4 separate regions of the Zea mays genome follow, and regions 2, 3 and 4 are each linked to region 1. The links are chromatin contacts, called in public Hi-C maps. All regions are on one chromosome and are shown on one strand. Each heading gives the region's core, a stretch centred on a gene start, on an enhancer-like site or on the middle of the called end of the contact. The rest is flanking DNA. Distances are from core to core; before and after follow the strand shown.

Evidence for each region. A called contact is a pair of places that touch in the nucleus more often than the background predicts.
Region 2: a contact with region 1 is called in a Hi-C map of tassel, with 4 times the contacts expected there. The contact joins the promoter of LOC103653394 here to the promoter of LOC100216882 in region 1. A contact is called at or near these places in 2 of 25 Hi-C or Micro-C datasets (ear and tassel).
Region 3: a contact with region 1 is called in a Hi-C map of tassel, with 1.8 times the contacts expected there. The contact joins the promoter of LOC100383137 here to the promoter of LOC100216882 in region 1. A contact is called at or near these places in 2 of 25 Hi-C or Micro-C datasets (ear and tassel).
Region 4: a contact with region 1 is called in a Hi-C map of leaf, with 8 times the contacts expected there. The contact joins the promoter of LOC100276431 here to the promoter of LOC100216882 in region 1. A contact is called at or near these places in 7 of 25 Hi-C or Micro-C datasets (bundle sheath, ear, endosperm and 2 more) and 2 of 3 datasets of contacts at active chromatin or transcription factors (leaf and seedling).

What each region holds. Positions count from the first base shown.
Region 1 is chr4:74,442,509-74,446,093 of Zm-B73-REFERENCE-NAM-5.0, forward strand. LOC100216882 (NADPH--cytochrome P450 reductase) reads left to right here and starts at 1,659. Exons shown (of 17, transcript NM_001359515.1): 1 at 1,659-2,180; 2 at 3,022-3,081; 3 at 3,179-3,252; 4 at 3,532-3,585. The coding sequence starts at 1,848.
Region 2 is chr4:73,995,327-73,998,911 of Zm-B73-REFERENCE-NAM-5.0, forward strand. LOC103653394 reads right to left here and starts at 1,967. Exons shown (of 1, transcript XM_008680310.3): 1 at 1-1,967. The coding sequence starts at 824. The coding sequence ends at 159.
Region 3 is chr4:74,112,335-74,115,919 of Zm-B73-REFERENCE-NAM-5.0, forward strand. LOC100383137 reads left to right here and starts at 2,016. Exons shown (of 11, transcript NM_001175803.1): 1 at 2,016-2,114; 2 at 2,828-2,947; 3 at 3,067-3,585. The coding sequence starts at 2,073.
Region 4 is chr4:74,182,834-74,186,418 of Zm-B73-REFERENCE-NAM-5.0, forward strand. LOC100276431 reads right to left here and starts at 1,558. Exons shown (of 15, transcript NM_001312878.1): 1 at 1,271-1,558; 2 at 1,145-1,191; 3 at 943-1,057; 4 at 325-422. The coding sequence starts at 1,300.

The DNA of each region.
Region 1 (3,585 bases), core at 409-2,908:
TAGTAAAATTAGTGGTGAATGGATCAATAACTTGATGATACGTTACAATGAGAAAGAGCTATTTAGAAACATCGATAATAAAAAATAAAAAATGGTTCAAGATATGAAGAACACCGTGTGTTATTGCCTAAAAATAGTGGTGCATGCTATTCTCTTCTAAATTTTAAATCTAAAGTCCATATTTGTTTGACTAATTAATTATGTCTATTTACTTAGATTCTTTCTTGGGATCAACAATAGATGTCATCATCATGTGTCGTCTATGAGCTACCTCAATAGGCTAGCTAGATCATTTTGTAAAGCTAAATTTGGCTATTATTAGAAGATTTTTAAATGACTCTTCGAATTTAGTAGCTCTCTATCTCAACATATTCGCTCTATATTTTTGGATAGCCTTCTTAACTCGTCATACATGGTTTTGAATTAAATAGTCTGTTGGATTAGTGTACCTTTTCTGTGAAATCTATTTTAAAATGCAGCTAAATCGGTAAATTTAGCTAATCTCTTAGAGTTGCTTTATGTTATTTTGCATTTCGGTATGAAATAGGGAGAAACTACGTCCTTCATTGTTTATGATGTATTTTACATTTTTAACCGTTCATCGATGTTTGATAGAAGACTACTCATTGCTATATTTGTTCTATGTGGAGGTCTAGTGGACTCATGTTGTTGTAGCAGCCTATTTTATACTTTCTTCGTCCCAAATTAGTATTTGATTTAGTTCTCGGTTTTTATGTCTATATTAAAATGAACGATGATGAATCTAGACATATATTCAAAACACATACACCAATTCTTGTAAGAACCCATTAGAAGACTAAAACAAATTTTAGTGTGAGACAGAGAAAGTATATTTTTTTATGAAATCCACCACTAGACAAAAGGATACTATTTCTTATCCTTTTAAAATACTCAAACATGAATGTAGTTGTCCAGTAGCACTAGAAATGATGAACCGAATGCTCTATCACAAAATAGAGCAATTCTAGATGCAAAGCAAATCATTTTTCTCTTCAACTTGACTAGATTTATATAAAATACACCAACATTATGTCTCAAAAATATTTAATATAAAGGTATAATTTATAATTAATTTAACTATGACCGCAATGTATTTTTGTAATTTCTTTAGTTTTAATTGAATTTAAAATTACTTGGTTCAACAAAAGCTGCAGTATTTTTTACAAGAGAGTAGTGCCCTTTTTTTCTGCCGCAAAGTATTTGCGATTTCGACATCATCGCTGCGCTTCTGGCACGCCTGTCCGCGTAACGCCGTTACCGTCGGCTCACGCTGACCACGTCGCAACACGAAACACATGCTTGCATTCCAGTTCCAGATTCCAGACACGCGGGCCCACTTCCCGCACCAACGCGACGCCACCGAGCGGCCACGCTTCTCCTCAGTCTCCCAAACCTACCCCCACGGCCCCACGGACCGGGACCCTCACCCCCAGTCCCCCACACGGCCACACCACTGCGCCGGGTCCACGCAGCAGAACCCCCGCCCGCCCCGCCTCCCAGTTGCAGCGAAGCCTCCTCTGGCTCTACGGCGCAGTGGGTAGGTGGTTTGACCGTGCCGGGCCAACCCCGCCGGCCACCGCCCGGCCACCTATTTAAGCCCCCGCACCTCCCACGCCTCGCCGGCAGCAGCGTTGCATCAGCTGTTGTAATTACGTGGTACAGGACAGTGCCCATTTGCCGTTGCCGCGTCCAGCATTCATTCATTCATTGCCCTGGCCTTCTTCCTTCGGGCCTTCCCGTGCCGTCGCCCAACGCCTCACCTACCACCACCGCCCGCCACCAAACCAAACCAACCCCTCGGTCGCCGACGCCGAGTGACGTAAACGATGGACTCGGCGACGTCGGGGGCGATGGAGCTGGTGGCCGCGCTGCTGCGCGGCCGGGTGCCGCCCGAGCTGGGCGGGGACGGCGCCGAGGGCCGGGCGCTCGTCGCCACGCTCGCCGCCGCGGTGCTCGGCGCCGCGCTCTTCGTGCTCTGGAGGCGCGCCGCCGCCGGGAAGAAGCGGAAGCGGGAGGCCGCCGTCGCGGCCGCGGAGGCCACGCAGGCCAAGGCGAGAGGCGGTAAGGCCGCCGAGGAGGAGAAGCCGGCCGACGACGGCAGGAAAAAGGTCACCGTCTTCTTCGGCACGCAGACCGGCACCTCCGAGGGGTTTGCCAAGGTGCGTCATGCGCGCGTTGCCTGCCATAAACCAGATCAATCGTCATCTCTTATGTCTCCTGTATAGTTTCTCCTCGTGTTTGACGACTTCTAGGTGGTGAATTGCTACTCTTGTTAATGTCAGCAATTCTCATTTTTAATAATCCCGAGGGAAAGGGGGGTTTTTTGTTAATGAATGAAGGGAACTAGTTCTTGGTGGGTGATGCAGAGGGATTTTTAAAATTTTCTCCATCACTATCATGCCGGCCTTACGGGTTGCTTTCATAACGGCAGGAAATTCCACTGCAGAGGGTATATGAAAGTTACCGCGAGATTTGAAGCACTTGTGAGCGGAACTTGGATTTTATCATAGCTATTAACTACTCCAAAAAGGAATAACAAGTATTCTAGTCCAACCATCGCACCTGTGACTATGAGCTTGAGAAAGTCAAACCGCATGTTTCTTGACCATCCAAAGCTTTTTTTACAAACTTCTACTAGCATTACAAGCCAACGACATGTGCGGTAGCAAAATGTTGACCAAAAAAAAGGGCAACCGCAAGCACCTGGCTAGGAATAATATGGGTGTCAATGTCAAACCTCGAGGAGGGGTTGGTGGGCTAAACAAACCTTCTTAGTCCTACCTTCTCTCTGGGCCCAATCGATACATCATTGATCATTGTGTGGTTTTCTGCGTGAAAGCAGCGAACAGAGGAGAAAAAGCGACTGCTTTGGGAGATTGGGTGGGAAAAGGCAATTGTCTTTTCTAGCTCGAATCAATCACCCTTCATATAGTCTTCAGTATATTAAATCCTTTCTTAGGGTAGTCTTCTAAATATTCTGATCTGCCATATACATAACAGGCCCTTGCTGAGGAGGCGAAGTCCAGATATGACAAGGCAAGCTTCAAAGTCGTGGACTTGGTAAGAAACCGACAGCTAATGTGTGGTATGATCAATCTGGGAGAAGGGTGACTTCAGATGATCTTACTCACGTGACACGGGCTATGGTATTTTGTAGGATGATTATGCAGCAGAGGACGAGGAATATGAGAAGTTGAAGAAGGAGAAGCTAGCGTTGTTCTTCGTGGCAACGTGAGGCATTATTCTCTCTGTTTCGCCCTTTGTCTTCTTACTGAATTTGGAGCAAAATGTGGATACAATTAGTAAAACTTGGTGTATACGTAATCTCACTGGCTGAACTTGCACAAGAACATGTTTCCAGCACTGGATTCTAAATACCAACATTCTCCATGTGTTGTCCTAACAATTAGTGAATAATGTTCAGGGGCTCTCGACATTTGGATGATTTGTTTTTCATTTATTTTGGAGTACGAAATCAAGGAAAACTTCCTCATGATACTTTTGTTACAGGTATGGAGATGGTGAGCCGACTGACAATGCTGCTAGGTTCTACAAATGGTTCAC
Region 2 (3,585 bases), core at 717-3,216, 450 kb before region 1:
CTTTGGTACCCAGAATAGCACCAACCTGAAGATAGCCATGTTTGTAGCCTGATCCAACTCAAACACCACCACCTTGCAGTAGCTTCATGGAATGCTCTGAAGGAGGGCCACAGTACTGGTCGCAGTTCAGCACTGATGTCCTGTCGAGTTTGAAGTAGTCATGGTGGTTTCCAACGGACAACCAAACACATGGAACAACAATCATTCAATGTGAAAGAAATACAAAACTGAACCGAATCTTGTTGAATTGACATTATGGCATTTGTATTGCCTCCACCTCCATTGCGATTCGTCTGGTTTTGCTCTTGAATTAGCTCATCAGCTATCAACAGAACTAGCACATGTATATCACTGGCTATATGGCCACATCCTGTCAGTACCACACAACCACATAGATTGGCAATGACACATCCCTCTAGGAAGCAACCACTAGCGATACCAAGATGTGTTGGTTCCAAGCAAACAGAACACTGCCAATTATCCTTGAGTTTGAGTAATTCTAGCAATAAAAGGGCCATAGTGATTGCACAACAGAGAAGAACTATAATGGCCTCACTATATATTATTAGAAATGCCATCACTCTATTAGCAAGCCACTTGGGCACCATTATGCTATCCCTCTGCCAAGCCAGTTCAACAGTACCGCCCCATTGTTGTTGTCGTTCTCCTTGAATGAGCATATGGAAACTCCACTCTGTAGTCACCATCTCGTGTTTCCAACTTCCCACAGTTTCAGTATGCATAGATCTGAAATATTGATGAGCTGGAGGTGGCCATGGAGGTTTCTTGGACAAAAATGCAATACTCCCCAATAGCAACCTCATGAACTACTATGTTGAGAGACGACCATGGAATTGTACGTAAATCATCATGGCTATATCCAAACTCAACTTGCATATGTGGTGGTGGCCAAGGTTGCCTATGCGGCACGGCATCCCAGCTGCAATTGAATGGAGGCGAGAAGCTCTATACGAATATGAAACCATTCCTAAAACACCTGGTGGGCAATGTGTTGGGAACCTCGTCGTCCTCGTCGATGGACCTGCAGACGCATCGCTTGCTGTCGTCGAACAGGACGTACGGCTGGTCGTTCTTGACGATGTCGACCGGGCCGCCGAAGCTCTTGAATAGGGGTACCGGCTCTCGACTGAAGGTCGGGTGGGAGAGGCCGACCAGGTTGCAGCTCACGCTGATGTACACGGGCTTGCTCTCCCTCCGCGTCGTCGCGATGGCCGTGTCAATCCCCTCGGTGGCGATTGTGTAGAGGTCGTTGAGGTGCAGCTGCGCTTCCTCGAGGGCGCTGGTGCCGGAGGCGGCTGATGCTGTGACGAAGGCGGCGCTGAACTCCCTGTCCATCTCGGTGCTGGAGGCCCTAGGAACGCTCGACTCGACGCGAGTAGCCGACTCGACTCGTCGCGAGGGCTGGACAAGTTCTCTGTCGTGCTGTCCGAGCTGGAGGCGAAGCAGGAGAAGATCCTGCAGCGTGTCGGCTCGGACGTCGACGCCGACCACCTCCTGTGGATGCCCGCTCGCGACGTAGCTGCTCGGCACAGCACGGATGCCCAGTGGAGGAAGCAAATCCCGGGAGCTCGGGGCCGCGACACGGACGACCGAAAGCAGATCGACCTAGTCGTAGGGAGAGATTGGATCCGAATTGAGGATGCGGCGGTGGAAACAGGGCTCCACGTCGAAGATGGGACCCTTGAGACGTCTCGTCACAGGGCTCTTCTTGAGACGTCTCGTCACAGGGCTGATGCGCTCGGACAAGCGTCTCCATGAGTCGCATTTCATCGAGCAGCTTGCGGATGGCGGCGTCTTGATGCTCTATTGTGGAAGATCGGGGTCGCCATGGCACATCAACAAGTGGATCTAGGATGACTTAATCGGATACCAAATGTTAACACTCGAGATACGGGAAACCAGAAGAGATGGAACACAGCAAGATGTATTGGAGAAGAACAAAGAGGAGGTGTTCGCCTGAAAGTTCAGGTTCTTCTTGTGTGATAGCTTTCCTAATTCACATTGGCACCATATATTCCTCTCTCGGGCCAACCTACGACGCACGCGCTTACAAAGCCCAGCAAGCTCAGTCCGGCCCAATTACCCGGAACACTCGCACGCCTCCGTCTACGTGGCCTCGTGACATTTTCCTAATGCTGCTCGTCTTCGTCCATGGTTCCTGCCTCTGAAAGCCTGTACCTCATGTTTGCCTGGAGCAGCTGTGCTGACACCGACGCTCAGAACGGCGGGGGCAGGAAGAAGGCGTCGGTCCGACCCTGCAAATGGCGAGGGCAGGGAGAAGGCACAGACCGGCGGATGCAGGGAGACGGGGCAGGGCGGCAATGAGACGCGGGAAGAGGTAGAGGAAAGAAAAAACGATCATGTGAAACTTCAATCTGTTGCGTCTAGGGTGAATATCGAGCCAGTTCAGCTTATAATAGTTTTGCTCGTTATAGTTCGTTACTATAACGAGCCAGCTCAGCTCGTTATACTAACGAGCTAAATATTTAGCTCGGCTCGTTAGGGAGCTTGAGCCAGCTTGTTAGACTCGCGAGCCATACAACTAAATACAAAGATATATGTATATAAATATATGTAACCGAAAAATCATATTTAGATGTTTAACACTATAAACCCAAAACCTTTATAATATTATTAACATAGTGTCGTCATAGCTTCTAACTTTCAATATTAAATTGAATAACCAAATATGTATTAACGTACATATTTACAAACTCTTTTATTATAATAAAGTAGCAACAAGTATCATTATAAAGCAGTTCATCATCTATTCCACAAATATGTAACATTTCATTGCACAATACTAACATCATATGCTGCTAGAAAACAAAGTTCACAAAATCATAACCAATAATCAAATATTAAATATGCAATATAGGTATGTAGTCATGCAATAATGCAAATATTTGAGCACATGGCACATCCACACATGTCTATATCACAGATCATAACTACGAGAAGGCAAGACTATGAGAGATGAGATAACACCAACAACTAGACAAACTTGTGTTATGGCTTGGCTCATTTGGCTCTGCGAGCTAGCTCATGAGCTAACCCGAGCTGGCTCATTAGACAACCGAGCTGGAATGCTATCTTGGCTCGCTACAAAATTAAAACGAACCGAGTGGAGCGAGTTATCGAGCCACGAGTATTTCGTCCAGTTCTAGTTGCACCTCCACATGGGGCAGTGCCTATGGGTTCCTCAAATCTGGGACACTTGAGATGTTGTCCTATATTTTTATATAAAAAATTCTAAATTAAGACAATGTTGGAGTTGATTTTTTAACTGAGACTTATATTTAAATATAAGACAACTATTTGAGACATTGTTGGAGATGCTCTTACCCGATAAAAGAACATTAGTACCGGTCATATAGTACGCAACTGGAACTAAAAGTTGCGTTGATTGTTTGATCCGATGTTAGTTGATGTTTTTAGTAATAGTTGTTGGTTGCAACTTGTAGTAAGGGGGTGTTTAATTTCTAGAGACTAATATTTAGTCACTTTATTTTATTTCATTTTAGTCCCCTGCATTATTAAATATGGAAAGTAAAAGTTTTAGTT
Region 3 (3,585 bases), core at 766-3,265, 330 kb before region 1:
TTAAGATTAAAACTTGATGTTGGGGAGAAGGCGAACACGCTACCCTTCGCTGATGCCTTCGTCGTCCCGCCGCACTAACGAAGACCACATCCACAAAACGCGCCCGAGCAAGCCGGAGGCGCCGATCGGATGAAGACCGGCGCGGTCCCCCTTCGTCCTCTCCATGGCAAGACGAAGGATCTGTCGAAGTATACTAGTCCCGCGCCCTTACCGCGGTCGGGAGGCCCAGGTGGGATTCGGCCCACTGTGACGGCCCCACGCGGATAAGTGTATTACAGGCCGCGTCTGTAATAGCCTTTTCCGTAATGACAGTCTGTAACCTCCACTTGTGGGAATATTCTGGGGATAAACCGGGTACTCAAGGGCAGGAACGTCTTTGGCAAGGGACGGGTGGCCGCTCGAGTACCTATAAATACCCTCGTACAGTGCCCGTGAGAGGGCAGATTAACAGAGCTATTGTCATTCCCCGTTGAACTTTGCAAACACTCTCTCCATTTTCTCGTTGGATCTACTTGCCCAGGAGAGCAAGTCCCAACACTTGATCTAGTAGAACCATGTCTAAAGATATTGGATAGAACAGTATGAAAAACATGAAGAGAAGGAGATAGTTGTATGTTTCTTGCTGACGAGAGCATAGAGCAGACGACGTCGACGTTCCAATGATAGGGATGAAGTAGCGTACACGACAGCGTAGTAGGTAGGAAGAGACGAGGTTAGATGCATTGGTTGCTGGTGTTTTTGATGGTAGCGCCCGTAGGTAGGTATTTATAGGAGAATACCACATTCAGTTCTATAAAAATAGTAACCGGTAGAGATGCACAAATCCATATTAGATAAGGATCGTACCAGATAAAGACCAGTTGATCCGATTTACACCTGATAAGGTTTCCGGAATAAACTTATCAAATAAAGATTTTGGAATAAGCGGTAAAATAAAACTGCAAAGGAAGCCACCGACGTGTAAAACTTTAGACTCCGAATTTAGCGGACCATTTACGCTCATGTTGCGTGCCCACGTCTTTTGCCCATCCGATGAGTCGAGTGAGCGTGCGTGTTCCTCCTTCTACATTTTACCTAATACATGCAAGAAAAAATAGGAAGGACTTTAAACTTTTAGTGTTTGAATCAACTAAAACTAATAGTTAATAGCTAAAATTAGCTAATAGTTCAGCTATTAGCTATTTTTGGTAAATTAGTTAATAGTTATATAGTTATTTGTTAGCTAGCTAATTCTACTAACAATTTTTAGCTAACTAAGGGCCTGTTTGAGAGAGCTTTGCTTCAAAAGTTTTAGCTTTGGTTTTCCAGTTTTACTATAAAACAACTCCATCAAATTATTAATGTGAGTTCTAGGAGCGTTTGGTTTGTATATGGACTCCAATTTATATAGTACAATTGATTTGTGCGGATTTCCTTAATTATCCTTGATGATTAGTGTGTTGTCACCAGAGAGAACGGAAGTTGTATGTTGCGTAACCAGTGGCATGGTGGGTAATTTTCGTACAGCTTCATGAGGAGATATAAAAACAGTGTTTTTGAAACACCCTCTAAGGAGCTTCATCAATTTCATGAAACGGGCCTCTAGTTTCGATTTTTTTTAAAAACTAAAGCTCGTGGAGCTGGACCTGTTTGGGTTGAAGAAGTTCGAACAAAATTGAAATTCTTGAAGTGAAGCTCTTCCAAACAGGGCCTAAGTATTAGTTCTAATACATTCAAACACTCTTTAAGTTGGGTTCGCCGGTGTCGGCGAGACTCGCGCCACAACCTCCTAGTTTCTCGGCTCCGTTAGTGTAACAAATATACGTGATATGCACGTACGGTGGTTATCGCCGCGATTTGTTAACAAATATAATTCCAATATATAAATAACAAAAGGAAACAAAAATATAGGATGTCGTTGAGGCTTGGCCCCACCGCGCCCCGACATATAAAAAGCTGCCTGCCTGCCTGGGTCGGGCCTCGCTTAAGTTCCTACTACCACATCTCACCGGGCCGCGCCGGAGCTGCTCCCTTCCGTTTCGTCCCTCTCCTTCCGGCGGCAGCTGCGTCGGCCGCGGCTGCCAACGGCCGGTATGGCGGGCCTCGAGGAGATCAAGAATGAGGCAATCGATCTGGTACGAGCAACACACATGCTTCTTCAAGCTCTCTAATTTGCAGTATTATTGCCATGTCTTCTTCTCGTCCCAACCTCCACTCTACTACCTCTGCCTCAAAGCTAGCTAAGATATATACTTTGTCCGTTTACTCTGTTAATTTTACAAAATCTACGTGCTCTTTCCGTGGATAATTAGATGACGAGCATTGTTAATAACCAAAAACCGCTTTTCTTTTTTTCTCGGAAAGAATAAAATTCTACGAACAAGTACGTCTCACTTATGATCCCTTGCTAATGATCTGTATTTGTGTGTGTGTGTGTGTGTTTTTTTTGCTTCGTTTTTTGGAGGGGAAAGAACATATACCTGGCCTCCAGTCTTCACCCAGCTCAGCGCCGCTGATACGAGTGTAAACCGTTGATTAGTGATCATCTTTCACTCATGTGATAAAGTTGCCTCAGACGCTGCTTTGTTTTGTGTACCGTTGCTTGATTCACGGGTTACAAGCTTGCGGTTTGCGTATTTTTTTTTCTCTCGCTTTTTTGCCTCTCCCTGTGATCTCCAACCACCGCACTTTTTGGGGCTGGTCGCATTAATCACTGCTGATGCTGCTCCGATCCGCTGCTAATCCGTAATAATAATTTTTCTAGACAGACGTCGCTGTTCCAGGGACTTGGATATATTTTTTTAGTTTTTCATGCTGTCTCGTACTCTGTGTTTGCTACGCATGGCAGGAGAACATCCCCGTGGAGGAGGTCTTCCAGAGTCTCAAATGCAGCAAGCTGGGCCTGTCCTCGGAGGAGGCGGAGGCGCGCCTCGCCGTCTTTGGGCCCAACAAGCTCGAGGAGAAGAAGGTGGTTGCTCCACCATTCTTTTAATTTCTGCTCATGTGTATGTGTATGTATTATGTAACAATGGCGGACCATGCGCTTGACCTTTTCTTGGCGCGCGCACGCAACGCAATGCAATGCAGGAGAGCAAGTTCCTAAAGTTCCTGGGGTTCATGTGGAACCCGCTGTCGTGGGTCATGGAGGCGGCGGCGATCATGGCGATCGCGCTCGCCAACGGGGGCGGCAAGCCGCCGGACTGGCAGGACTTCGTGGGGATCGTGTTCCTGCTGCTCCTCAACTCGTCCATCTCCTACTGGGAGGAGAGCAACGCCGGGAGCGCGGCAGAGGCGCTGATGGCCAACCTGGCGCCCAAGGCCAAGGTGCTGCGCGACGGGCGCTGGAGCGAGCAGGACGCGGCGGTGCTGGCCCCGGGGGACATCATCAGCGTCAAGCTGGGCGACATCGTCCCCGCCGACGCCCGCCTGCTCGAGGGCGACCCGCTCAAGATCGACCAGTCGGCGCTCACCGGCGAGTCGCTGCCCGTGACCAAGGGCCCCGGCGACAGCATCTACTCGGGCTCCACCTGCAAGCAGGGGGAGCTCGAGGCCGTCGTCATCGCCACCGGCGTGCACACCTTCTTCGGCAAGGCGGCGCACCTCGTG
Region 4 (3,585 bases), core at 308-2,807, 260 kb before region 1:
TCAGGTTTCATAACATGAGCCTCTAACTTATACTCTTATTGCTAATTAATACAGATAGGTGATTGTGATTCAATCAACTATCATCATCATGCCCTAGGTGAAAAAATAAACATGAATGGCAACAATAATGTCATGTGAGAAGCATAACCAGCATCTATCACTACCAACCAGTACTAAGTTTAGTGATGCAGCTACATGTCTAAGAGTGTGTCACTAATCAGTGCTACCTTCCAGATCAGGTGAAAATTCACAGTTAACAAATTGACACTGGCTAAGAACATCGGGATTGCAACATGAAATAGAAAGGGAAGAAATGGCACGCACCGCTGCCGCTGGTCATTTGTAGACTCCCTGAACTCAATGTCCCTCTGTCGCTGCTGCAGCAGCGCATAGATGCAGTTACAAGTTCTTGCAATCGAGACCTGCATAACAGAACCCAAAAAAGGTGTGGTAAGTTTTAAAAAAAGCACATGGAGGAACCTTAAAGCCCTCCGCATATATTGATCCCCAAATTTCAAAAGAAGTTGCCCTGCACTACCAGTGCGCGCAGAACACAAAATTCAGAATGTAATTAAAAAAATAACAAGTGACAACATATCAGAAGATCTGATAAGGGACAAGGTAACAATAACAGTAGCATTCCTACTGGATAAATAACAAAATGATTGCTGGAAAAAAAACACGGACAAAACGCAAATGGCAACCCAGATAAAGACAATGGAAGATGTAAATAGAGAGGTAGAGAGGGGAAAAATTAAGCAGGTACGAGTATAACAGAACGATCGACGAATTGGCCTCGAAAATTTGTTTTTTAAGGAATGGCGACAAGATGAATAAATCCCTTAAACCCCGAAAATCATAAGCAAACAAACCCCCGCGACCGAAATGAATACATAAACGTGAAGCAGCTGCGAGCCGGGGGAGAGAGGGAAGAGGAAGGACCGGATCGGTGGCGAAGAGGTCGAGAGATGCCGGGAATCCGAAGGTGACGAGCGTCTGGTTCAGGTACCGGGCGCAGTGCTCCAGGTTCTCCGCGTTTGCGAACGCGCCCCCGTCGCTGCTGCACAAGCAGCCACGCCGCAAACCACTGACATCAGAATCAAACCCCCTCGAACTCGAACCCAAGAGGGAAATTGGCGCTCACCTCATGCTGGCGTGCGACGGCGGCGGCTGCAACTGATGCGACGAGGCCTGCATTGGAAGGAGGAAGTTAGAGGCGGCCAAGGGAGGACGGCGGATCTGGGGCTAGCCGGCTGGGGGTAGGGTTTACCCGGAGATCGAAACGCGCCGACGAGGACATCCGCCACAACGCGCTCGAGAGAGTGAGGACAGGGAGAGGGGGATAGAGATCTGGGAGTCGATGGGGGGATGGGGATGGATGATGAATTGACGACGGCGAGTACAGTTGGGTCGAGAGAGCGATTTGAAATGGTTGCGAGTGGGGAGTGGGAGGACGGGGACGGTGTGGACTGCCGGGCTGGGAAGGGCAGGCCGGCAACGGTAAGGTAGGGCCGCGATGTCTGTGGCACGAATGGTCACACACACAGATCTGATCTCGAGAGAGGGACTGCTTCTGCTGGACCCAACTACCCATTGATAGTGTGGGCCATAAGCACGTGACAGCTTTGGCTAGATGCAATGGCGGATTGGCGGTGGTCATTACGCCATCTCCGGTGCGATAGGCTGTGTAAAGTATTGTTTTGCACGGTATATTACTATATTTACAAGATTACAGTTTAAAACATGAAACCATATTTATAAGATTACAATTTAAAATATGAAGTGAGATAGAGACTGAAATAGAAAGTCTGCCGAAGTAGTCTTATTGTTTGTTCTTCGTTTGGTAGGCCGACATACAAACGAGGCCAAGATTAAGTGAAACATATATTGTCACAAATTTTAGGGTGTGTTTGATTGCGCGATAGTTAGGACAGGGATGTCCCCTGGCGTTTTCTCTTGTCCCTCCAATTTGAGAGACAATTGGGGACAATACTAATCCCAACCTTTGACCTTGAACTAAACAACATTATTTGAGGGATTGTCTCATCCCGTCTCGTCCTGTCATTGCAACCAAACGCACTATTAGTCACCAGCCCATTTTTAGATCAAGAACCAATCTAGAAGGCAGCTCATCTGGACTCGTTCAAGGACAACCATTGAATGAAGGGAATTAAAAAAGATGGGTTTATTTCTCGCCTAGCTAAAACGAACTGCTCTAGCAGATGGACCGAATTTTAAGCCGGGTTAATTCAGTCCACCTTGAATGAGGCCCAGAATGTCGTTTCGGCCGAAACAAACACCTAAGTATTTCTCTATATGTTGTACAAAACATTCTTTTGTACTTTAAACTAGGGCTGGAAAATAAGCTTGAGGCTCGCGAGCCGGCTCGAGCTCGAAGTGGCTCGGCTCGAAGCGGCTCGCGAGCCTCGAACGAGCTGAGTCGAGCTCATTTTTTATCACACCCGGTTTTAAGGAACAAAGTCGGGTGCATCTCATACATGCGCCAAAGAAGACAACATATATAATAACAGATTGTATAGAGATAAATGTCACAATAATCAGAGTATTTATTACATAGCGGAAGTCTTACAAAATAGAAGATAATATAACAGGATCTAAAATCCATCCTTGGCGCCAGAAAGTCAACTGGGAGACGACACCTAGATCGAATCGAACTCCTCGCCTTGTGGCTCCTCCTGAACCACCTGTTCTTCTCCTGTGGGGGTGTGAGACAGCAAGAGTGAGCTCACATACGTTCATAGCTCAACAAGTCGTGAGGAATAATGTGCATGAACTCACCAAAGGTGGGAGTTCATGTGAAGTGTAAGGCTAATCAACAAAATAGAGGCTGAAGCTGAGCATTGCTTTTATAAGTTGGTCAAAATTTTATTAGCAATTACTAAGTGTAAGTAAATACCAAACCTTAATAATAATAAAGAAAAGTAATAGTAAAATAATCTCAAATGCGATGCAAATGTCAAATTAAATTTAAGTTCCATAAATGTCGGCGTTTCGACCCCGGGGGGTCCCTGGACCGACGAGTAAATTGTCGCCGCGTGCCCCAGCCCAGATGGGTCGACGCGAGACGGAGCGCGAAGGGGGGAAGAAAGCCGGAGGGAGACAGGCGTAAAAGGGGAAACCCGCGGCCTTCGTGTTTGTCCCGCGCCCAGGTCGGGTGCGCTTGCAGTAGGGGGTTACAAGCGTCCACGCGGGAGGGAGCGAGAGGCTTACGCGAGCGTCGTCCCGTCCTCCCCCGCGCGACCAACCTCCTGTAAGAGGGCCCTGGACCTTCCTTTTATAGGCGTAAGGAGGGGGTCCAGGTGTACAATTGGGAGGCGTAGCAGTGTGCTAACGTGTCTAGCAGAGAGGAGCTAGTGCCCTAAGTATATGCCGTCGTGGCAGCCGGAGAGGTTTTGGCACCCTGTTCGTGTGGTGTCGTGGCCGTCGAAGGAGCGCTGGAGCCTGGCGGAAGGACAGCTGTCGGGGCTGTCGAGTCCTTGCTGACGTCTCCTTGCTTCCGTCAGGGGGCTGAGAGCCGCCGTCGTCATGGAGCATGCGGGACGCCATCATTACTTGTTTATCGGG